Linked DNA regions of Gasterosteus aculeatus: region 2 is linked to region 1. Evidence: chromatin contacts called from public Hi-C data. All regions are on one chromosome and are shown on one strand. The core of a region is the stretch at or near the end of the contact, and the rest is flanking DNA. Distances in the headings are between cores, read along the strand shown.

Region 1 (3,446 bases), core at 657-3,156:
AGGGAGAGAGAGGGAGAGCGAGAGAGAGCGGGAGGGAGGGAGGGACGGTCCAGTAGGAACCAGTCGGACTCCTTGGTGCTGGATGCCTGACTGTCGAAGCCCTCGACCAGAGGAAACCTTCCAGCTCTTCGGCTTCCATTCCGCTGCCCAACCGTCGTCACCGGCTGCCCGCGGTGGCGTCCGGGTCCAACCGAGGCGCACACATTTATGCACACTCACAAATTCTGGCAGGCTAAAGGCAGTTGTGTGTGTGTGTGTGTGTGTGTGTCACTTCCTCCTTTCCCCTAATTTCCCTCCCACAGGAACTGTAAAGCGGAAGGCCTGTTTGCGTGCGCGTCTGTCCCGCTCAGGCTTGCGCGTTTGGTCTGGCTCCCCCCCCCCTCTAAACCCCTCCCTCCCTCTGTGTTGGCTGCCTCTCTTCAGGAGGTGGTGCTGTACTGTCTGGAGAACCGAGTCTGCGAGGTGAATCACCGGGACTACGCCGGCTACTGCGCTCTCCACGAGGCGTGCGCCCGCGGCTGGCTCACCATTGTCCAGCACCTGCTGGACTACGGGGCCGACATCAACTGCAGCGCGCAGGACGGCACCAGGTAAACCCAACCCCTCCGCTCGCATGCGCCCATGCACGCACGAAACGCCCCACGCGGCTCGTGTGGACGGGGCAAACGCGGCGTGTTCTGACAGGGCGAGCGTCACGCGAGACTGCTCGCGGCAAACTCGCTCGGCAGGAGTGGTGATTTGAGAGATTAGCTGCGGCCGCTAACGGGAAGAGGCTCGCGCTTTGATCGCCGTGTTATTAGAGCGTAGGGCAGGGGGGGCGGGTCCCAACGGGCCACAAAGCACCGTACAAATGTTGCACGCCTGGTTGTCATTGACATGCACATCTTATGTGCGTCCAGGCCGATTCACGACGCCGTGGAGAACGACCACCTGGACGTCGTGCGCGTCTTGCTGTCCTACGGCGCCGACCCCACCCTGGCCACGTACTCTGGCCGCGGGCTGCTGAAGATGACCCACAGCGACGGCATGGAGCGCTTCCTCTCCGGTGAGTTCCACGTCCAGCCCCAGGCAGCTTCGGCCGGCCGGGGGCTCGCTGATGTCATTAACTGCAGCCTGACACCCCCACCCCCCCTCTTCCCCCACCCCCACCCAGCCCATGGAAACTCCCAGACCAGCGTCTGAATCTGTGCCATTTGAGAGCACACGTAGCTATTTTGGGCACCTTCAGATTCTGCACTTGGATTTCACTGATTTCACCGGATCAAATGTCATTTCCCGGCTCGTGTTTAAGTCGGAAATAAAGTTTCTCTACAATTATTCATGATTTCAGCAGCTGCACAGAATGCACATGCGTGTTTAATAGATACGGCTAAGTTACAAATTAAAAAATTACAAATTCACCTTAGGTCACTAAAAAAAAAAAATCCTGCATGTGAAATAGAGGATAAGAATCTGATTGAAATTAATGTTTTTATTGAGTGAAACTAAAGCGCACTAATAGTTTAGAACTATTTTGCAGTGACTGGAAGCTTCCTCCCTCCTGAAGACTAATTGGAATGCAATGAAATTAGGTTTTTAATGTTCATTGCGCACAAATAAGTTTAAATAAAAAAAGGATTTCCAGACAGCGGATGAAGCAGTCGATGCGGAGGTGGGGGGGGGGGGCTAAACATGCAACCTCCTCCCCGGTGCTCCGGTCCCCCAACGCTCTGACCTCTGTGCGACCTGTAGCAGCTACGAGTCCCCTCTCTGTGCACACCCTCCACCTCCCAACCGTCGAGACACGTCTGTCTCCGTCACGCCGTTACCCCCCCCCTCCGCCCCCCTCCCTCGACCACCTGTTAGACGGGGAGCCTCAGCCCGCTGGGTTGCGTGCTGCTGCCTCTGAGCTCCTCTATCTGGTTACTTAGCAACGCCAACTGTGTTTGCTCAGTGTATGTGCGGAAATGGGCTTCGCTCTGGCTGGAGACTCTGCTTTTGTATGCCGGCGCGCGCGCGTGTGTGTGCGTGCGTGCGTCTTTTCCAAGGCCGCCGCGGAGGAAATGAAAGCGCGTGCACAGGCGCTCCCTCCGCGTGCAGCCACCGCTTAATACGACACGAACATCCAGTTAAACCCGCTTATGTGAGACGCGGCGTGGGGGGGACGGGAGCGGGCGCGAGTCCATGCACGCAGGGGAGGACGCACGGCCGATTTAAACGCGCCCAGCTGGGGAAGTGCTGAATTTTGAAAAGAGAGCGTGGAGGGATCGATGGCTGCTGGATTGACGGAGGAGGAGGAGGAGGGGGGGTGGGGAGGAGGGCTGGGGGGGGGGGCAAAAGAGGGAAAAAAACAACAACCGCGCAAGCGATTGCGCCCTCCCTCCACCTGGTCCCACTCATCTGGAGGCCGTTAATCCCTCCAAACACACGCCAGACGCCCCACGCCTCAGCGCTGGCACAAAGCCCAGCTCTGTGTGTGTGTGTGTGTGTGCGCTTACCCAGCTCCCTTTGCTTGTTTGCCTGTGTGTGTGTGTGTGTGTGTGTGTGTGTGTGTGTGTGTGGACTCGGCGTCTGTGTGCGGTTCTTGTTTGATTCCTGGCAGCGCCGCTCTGAACCGAGCCAGCTTTAACCCAGCGGAGACGGTCGTTCTCCTCCCTGGTGGTACAGCCGCTGGCCCCTGACCACTGCCCCCCCCCCCTCCCCCCCCCCCTCCCCCTCCCCTCCTCCCCTCCCTCCCTCCCAACACATTTGCTCTGTTTGTTTTTCTTTCTCTCTCGGCGCCCTCCCCCCCCCTCCCCGTCCTCTTCCATTTTACTGCGCTCTTCATCCCTTTTTCCGCTGTAGTCTTAAAGGGCAGGCGCGTCAGCCTCTTTGCGTGTCCCCGAGGCTCCGGCTCTTGAATAATAGGCTCCGCTCCTCTCTGCTCTCCACAGATTATTTTTCCGACCTTCAGGGGCGCGCCGATGACGACCCGGGGCTTTATTGGGAGTTCTATGGCAGCGCCGTGTGTGGTGAGTGCTGCTGCGTGTTGGTTTTCGGATTTGACACCAAACACCCTCCAGTGCCGCCCGTCCTTGACGGTAACGGAGATGCGCCCGGATAATTATTCACGTGTGGCTCTTCTTTTTTTTTTTCTTTGTGCGTGTCAGAGTTGAGCGAGGAGGGCGGTGTCTATGACATCCTGGCCGATGCCCCGGGCCCGGAGGACGAGGAAGAGGACGACAAAAGAGAGGTGTTCGAGTTTGAGTTCTCTGACCGACCTCTGCTGCCGTGCTACAACATCCAGGTGTCCCTCTCTCAGGGGTGAGCTTTAATCCCAAGAGTTTATAAAAAAGGAAAAGTCTGTCGGCCCTCGTTCCTAATCCTCATTTTGATGCCCCCCCCTTCTTCCAGGCCGAGGAACTGGCTGCTTCTGTCCGACGTCCTGCGCCGAATGCGGATGTCGGGTCGCGGCTTCCGAACGGCGT
Region 2 (3,469 bases), core at 515-3,014, 45 kb before region 1:
ATCATTTTTCATGACTTTGGGAGTTAAAACGGGACGATCCGATCCCTCTCTGAAGGATTTGTCTCCGTTCAAATTCAATAAAAGGCGATCACGCCCAGAAGTATCATGAAGCATAATTAGACTCTAATGAAGTGTGGCAATTTCTAGTTATTGTTTCCTCATGTCTGTTTGTGAGAAGCATTTGTTTTTTCTCATTTCACTGTTACATTTTCATTTCTCTAATTGGACCTGAATTTCATTTCAGGGGCATTAAGATCAATCAATTTTTCTTTTTTTTTCAAATTCAAGAACATACCCTGACGCCGCCTGAGCCAAGCGACAACCTGACCGTAACAGAGACTCACAGCGTTAAGCTCGCTTTGGCAGAACTCAGCAGCAGCACCGCGGGCAGCGCCGAGGCCTTGTTTTGGAACAGCGAAAGCATGTGATTTGTCTGCAGGGAGGGGGTGAGGTGGGGGGGAGGAGAAGAGAAACGAAGTCAGGCAGCCAGTCGGTCGGAGAGAGAGAGAGAGAGAGGAAGAAGGGCGATCGGGGTCAGAGTGACTTCTCTGTCTGGCCGCCCTGTTTTCCGGGAGGGGGAGTTCTCATCCGCGCTGTTACAGTGCTGCTTCCCCCCACAGCGCTCAGGACGATTAGAACTATTAGAGACACACCAGCCCAGAAGAAAAAGGTGGAATCTGCCAAGGGGGGGAGAGGGAGGGGGAGAGGGAGGGGGGCTGCATGGACTGGCAGGGTGGGGTATTGATAGAGGAGAGGCAGCGGAAGACTTTTGAATGTGGGGAGCGGGAGACGGGCTCATAGAGTGACTGCAGCGCGATAGAGGGACGGTCTGAATAAGCGAGCGAGGCTTTCGGAGACGCTGTGCGCGTGCTAATGGCCGACTCGCCGCCTACAGGTGGCGGCAGGATCCCCCCCCCCACCCCCCCTCCCCGAAAGTGCCAGCCCCGCGCGTGCGAGCGCGTTTTATTGTTGTTGACCGCTTGCGCCCCAGTCCGACAGTAAACACAATGCTGTCCCTGTTGTCCAACACCAGTCAGCCGACTGGGATTCGCTTAACTGACCGCACACACACACACACACACACACACACACACACACACACACACACAAAGACCCTGACAGACACACACACAGCAGCTCAGCCAGGCATCGCCCACAGCCACACTCTCCTTCCCACCGCTGCCTGCCTCATTCATCTTTCATTAGCCCAGCTCGCACAGGAGAAACAGCCCCCCCCCTCCTCCTCCGTAGGCCTCCACCCGTCCCTCCACCTCCTCCGTCTCTCTCTGTCTAACCGTCCTCTCGCCTTATCGTGGTTTTCTCTTCTTTTGTTTGTCTCGCTCATGTCTCGCAATCAGTCTTTTTGGATACCTCCTCCTCCTCCTCATTGTGCTCCTCTTCCTCGCTCTCTGCCTCCTCTGCTTTTTTAGTCTTTTCCATTCAGCGTCACTCCTTCAGTCTGCTCCCTCCCCCCCACCTCCCCCTCCTGCTCCTCCCCCTCCTCCCCCTCTTCCTCCATTGCTCTCGGCCCTCCTTCCCCTTCGCCGCCTCGCTCTTGCACATTCTCACCTCTTTATCGCGTTCTCCTTTCCTCTTCCACTCTCCCTCTCTCCTTCCTGAGCGGTGCTGTTTCTCTGACATTCGCCCCCCCCCCCCCCCCCCCCTCCCTCCCACACCCCTCCCCTCTTCCTGTCTCTCTCCCTCTTTCGCCTGCTCTTTCATTCTTCCTTTCATTTCGCTCTCCGTCTCTCCCTCGATGGAGGGGAAAGGCTCTTCGCCTCTAATTGCGGCTGTTCCGTTGCCATGGCGCGTGTTGCTCGGCGCTGGGAGGTGTGTGTGTGTGTGTGTGTGTGTGTGTGTGTGTGTGTGTGTGTGTGTGTGTGTGTGTGTGTGTGGCAGGCAGATGATTGCTTGCTGCCAGCTCTCGTTTCCCGGACGCCGATCGCATTTCTTTGCGGCAGCAGGGAAAAAAAAAAAAAATGAGACGCCAGAAATAGCCCCCCTTCACACAGACCCGCTCACTCTCGCCGCTGCGCTGTCAGAGACACGCGCACGCACACACGCACACACACACCGGCAGATGCGCACACACAAGACACGTCCACTGCATTTCCTCTCCATCTGACATCCTCAATGCATATGACCTAGGTTAGACTGCATGCGCACACCTATGAGCGCACACACACACACAGGCAGTCCTGTGTGTGTGTTTGTGTGTGTTTCTCCCTCGTCTCTAAGGACGTTGCACGGGGACCGCTGATTTATTTCACCTTTAATGGGAAGTGAAATGAATGTGAGCAGCAGCTGGTCTGGTCCTCGGAGATACAGCAGCAGGAGGCCGACCCAGAAAATAGGCGGCGACGTTCCGAAAAGCGCTCCTCACTCCGACAAGTGCCAGGACACGCCGCTCGGCTCCGCGCCGCCGCTCCACGCTCCACTGGCTGCACTGTTGGTTTTATTTTAAGCCGCACCATTATCCAGGAAGCAAAAGTTGGGTCTTGGGCCGGCCTTACTTGCGGCTTCTTTCACCGTCACAACTTTTTAAAGGGTTTGCCGGAAGGTAAAATGAAGACCGATTAGCAGCAAATAAAACCTACAACTTGCTGCTGCAAAAGAGGATAAGCGGGGATTATAAGCAGATTTGCGGACGGATCTCCATAATCATCTTCTGTGCTGCTCACCTGCAGCTCTCTACGGTTTTCAAGGGAAGTCGAACAGATCATAATGATGTGCTTGCTTGGTTTAACAAAGTAAAGGTGCCTGCAAACTGTCATTTCAAGGCGCAGTCTTTTTGATATTCATAGGATGGGAGGCCGGGCAACAAACCAAACATTCACCAAAACTGAGACTACAACAACTAAGATACAGGCTCAGAGTCATTTTGTTAATTGTTGGACGTCATCAACTTTGAGCACCTGTTGGTCCAGATTGTTACTCGATTGTAACAGTGCAGAGAAATACATTTCCATGCACACCAAAACACACAAGCATGTGCTGTGATATCATGCGTAAATATCAAAGAAAACATAATGTACTCAATGTTTGCCTCAAATATATTTATAATACTACTAATTTTGATCTGAAACATAGACAAGACTTTCCCTGGAAAAATATTTTATTGGGGAAACCTGTTCAATTGCTCATTAGCCAATCAGATGTCAGCAAGTCAATGCTTGTAGGCATCTAGACATGGTGAAGATCACATCCTGGAGCTCAAAGCGAGCATCACAATGAGGAAGAAAGAGGATTTAAGGGACTTTGAACGTGACGTTGTTGTTGGTTCCGGACGGGCTGGTCTGAGTATTTCAAAACCATCTATAGGGTTTAGAAAGAATAAGATAAAATATCCAGTAAGGGGCAGTGGTCTGGACAAAACTGCCCTGCTGATGTCAGAGTGGTTGGAGATGATCGAAAGGCAACGGTAACACATATAAGGGTCAGAATGGGGCGTAACCAGCATGGAAGCATG

The links. A called contact is a pair of places that touch in the nucleus more often than the background predicts.
Region 2: a contact with region 1 is called in a Hi-C map of skeletal muscle, with 2.9 times the contacts expected there. The contact joins two enhancer-like sites. A contact is called at or near these places in 4 of 6 Hi-C or Micro-C datasets (liver, skeletal muscle, tail fin and 1 more).

The regions. Positions count from the first base shown.
Region 1 is chr16:2,724,136-2,727,581 of fGasAcu3.hap1.1, reverse strand. It overlaps bcor (BCL6 corepressor), which reads left to right. Exons shown (of 14, transcript XM_078091308.1): 10 at 424-590; 11 at 900-1,045; 12 at 2,913-2,990; 13 at 3,129-3,282; 14 at 3,373-3,446. Among protein-coding and RNA genes, the nearest start is that of atp6ap2, 12 kb to the right of the region's middle. Within about 2 kb of position 1,906, at least 7 of the 9 cell types and tissues checked have open chromatin away from gene starts, as enhancers often do.
Region 2 is chr16:2,769,041-2,772,509 of fGasAcu3.hap1.1, reverse strand. The region is part of intron 11 of LOC120834269 (cyclic AMP receptor-like protein A); the gene reads left to right. Among protein-coding and RNA genes, the nearest start is that of bcor, 20 kb to the right of the region's middle. Within about 2 kb of position 1,764, at least 3 of the 9 cell types and tissues checked have open chromatin away from gene starts, as enhancers often do.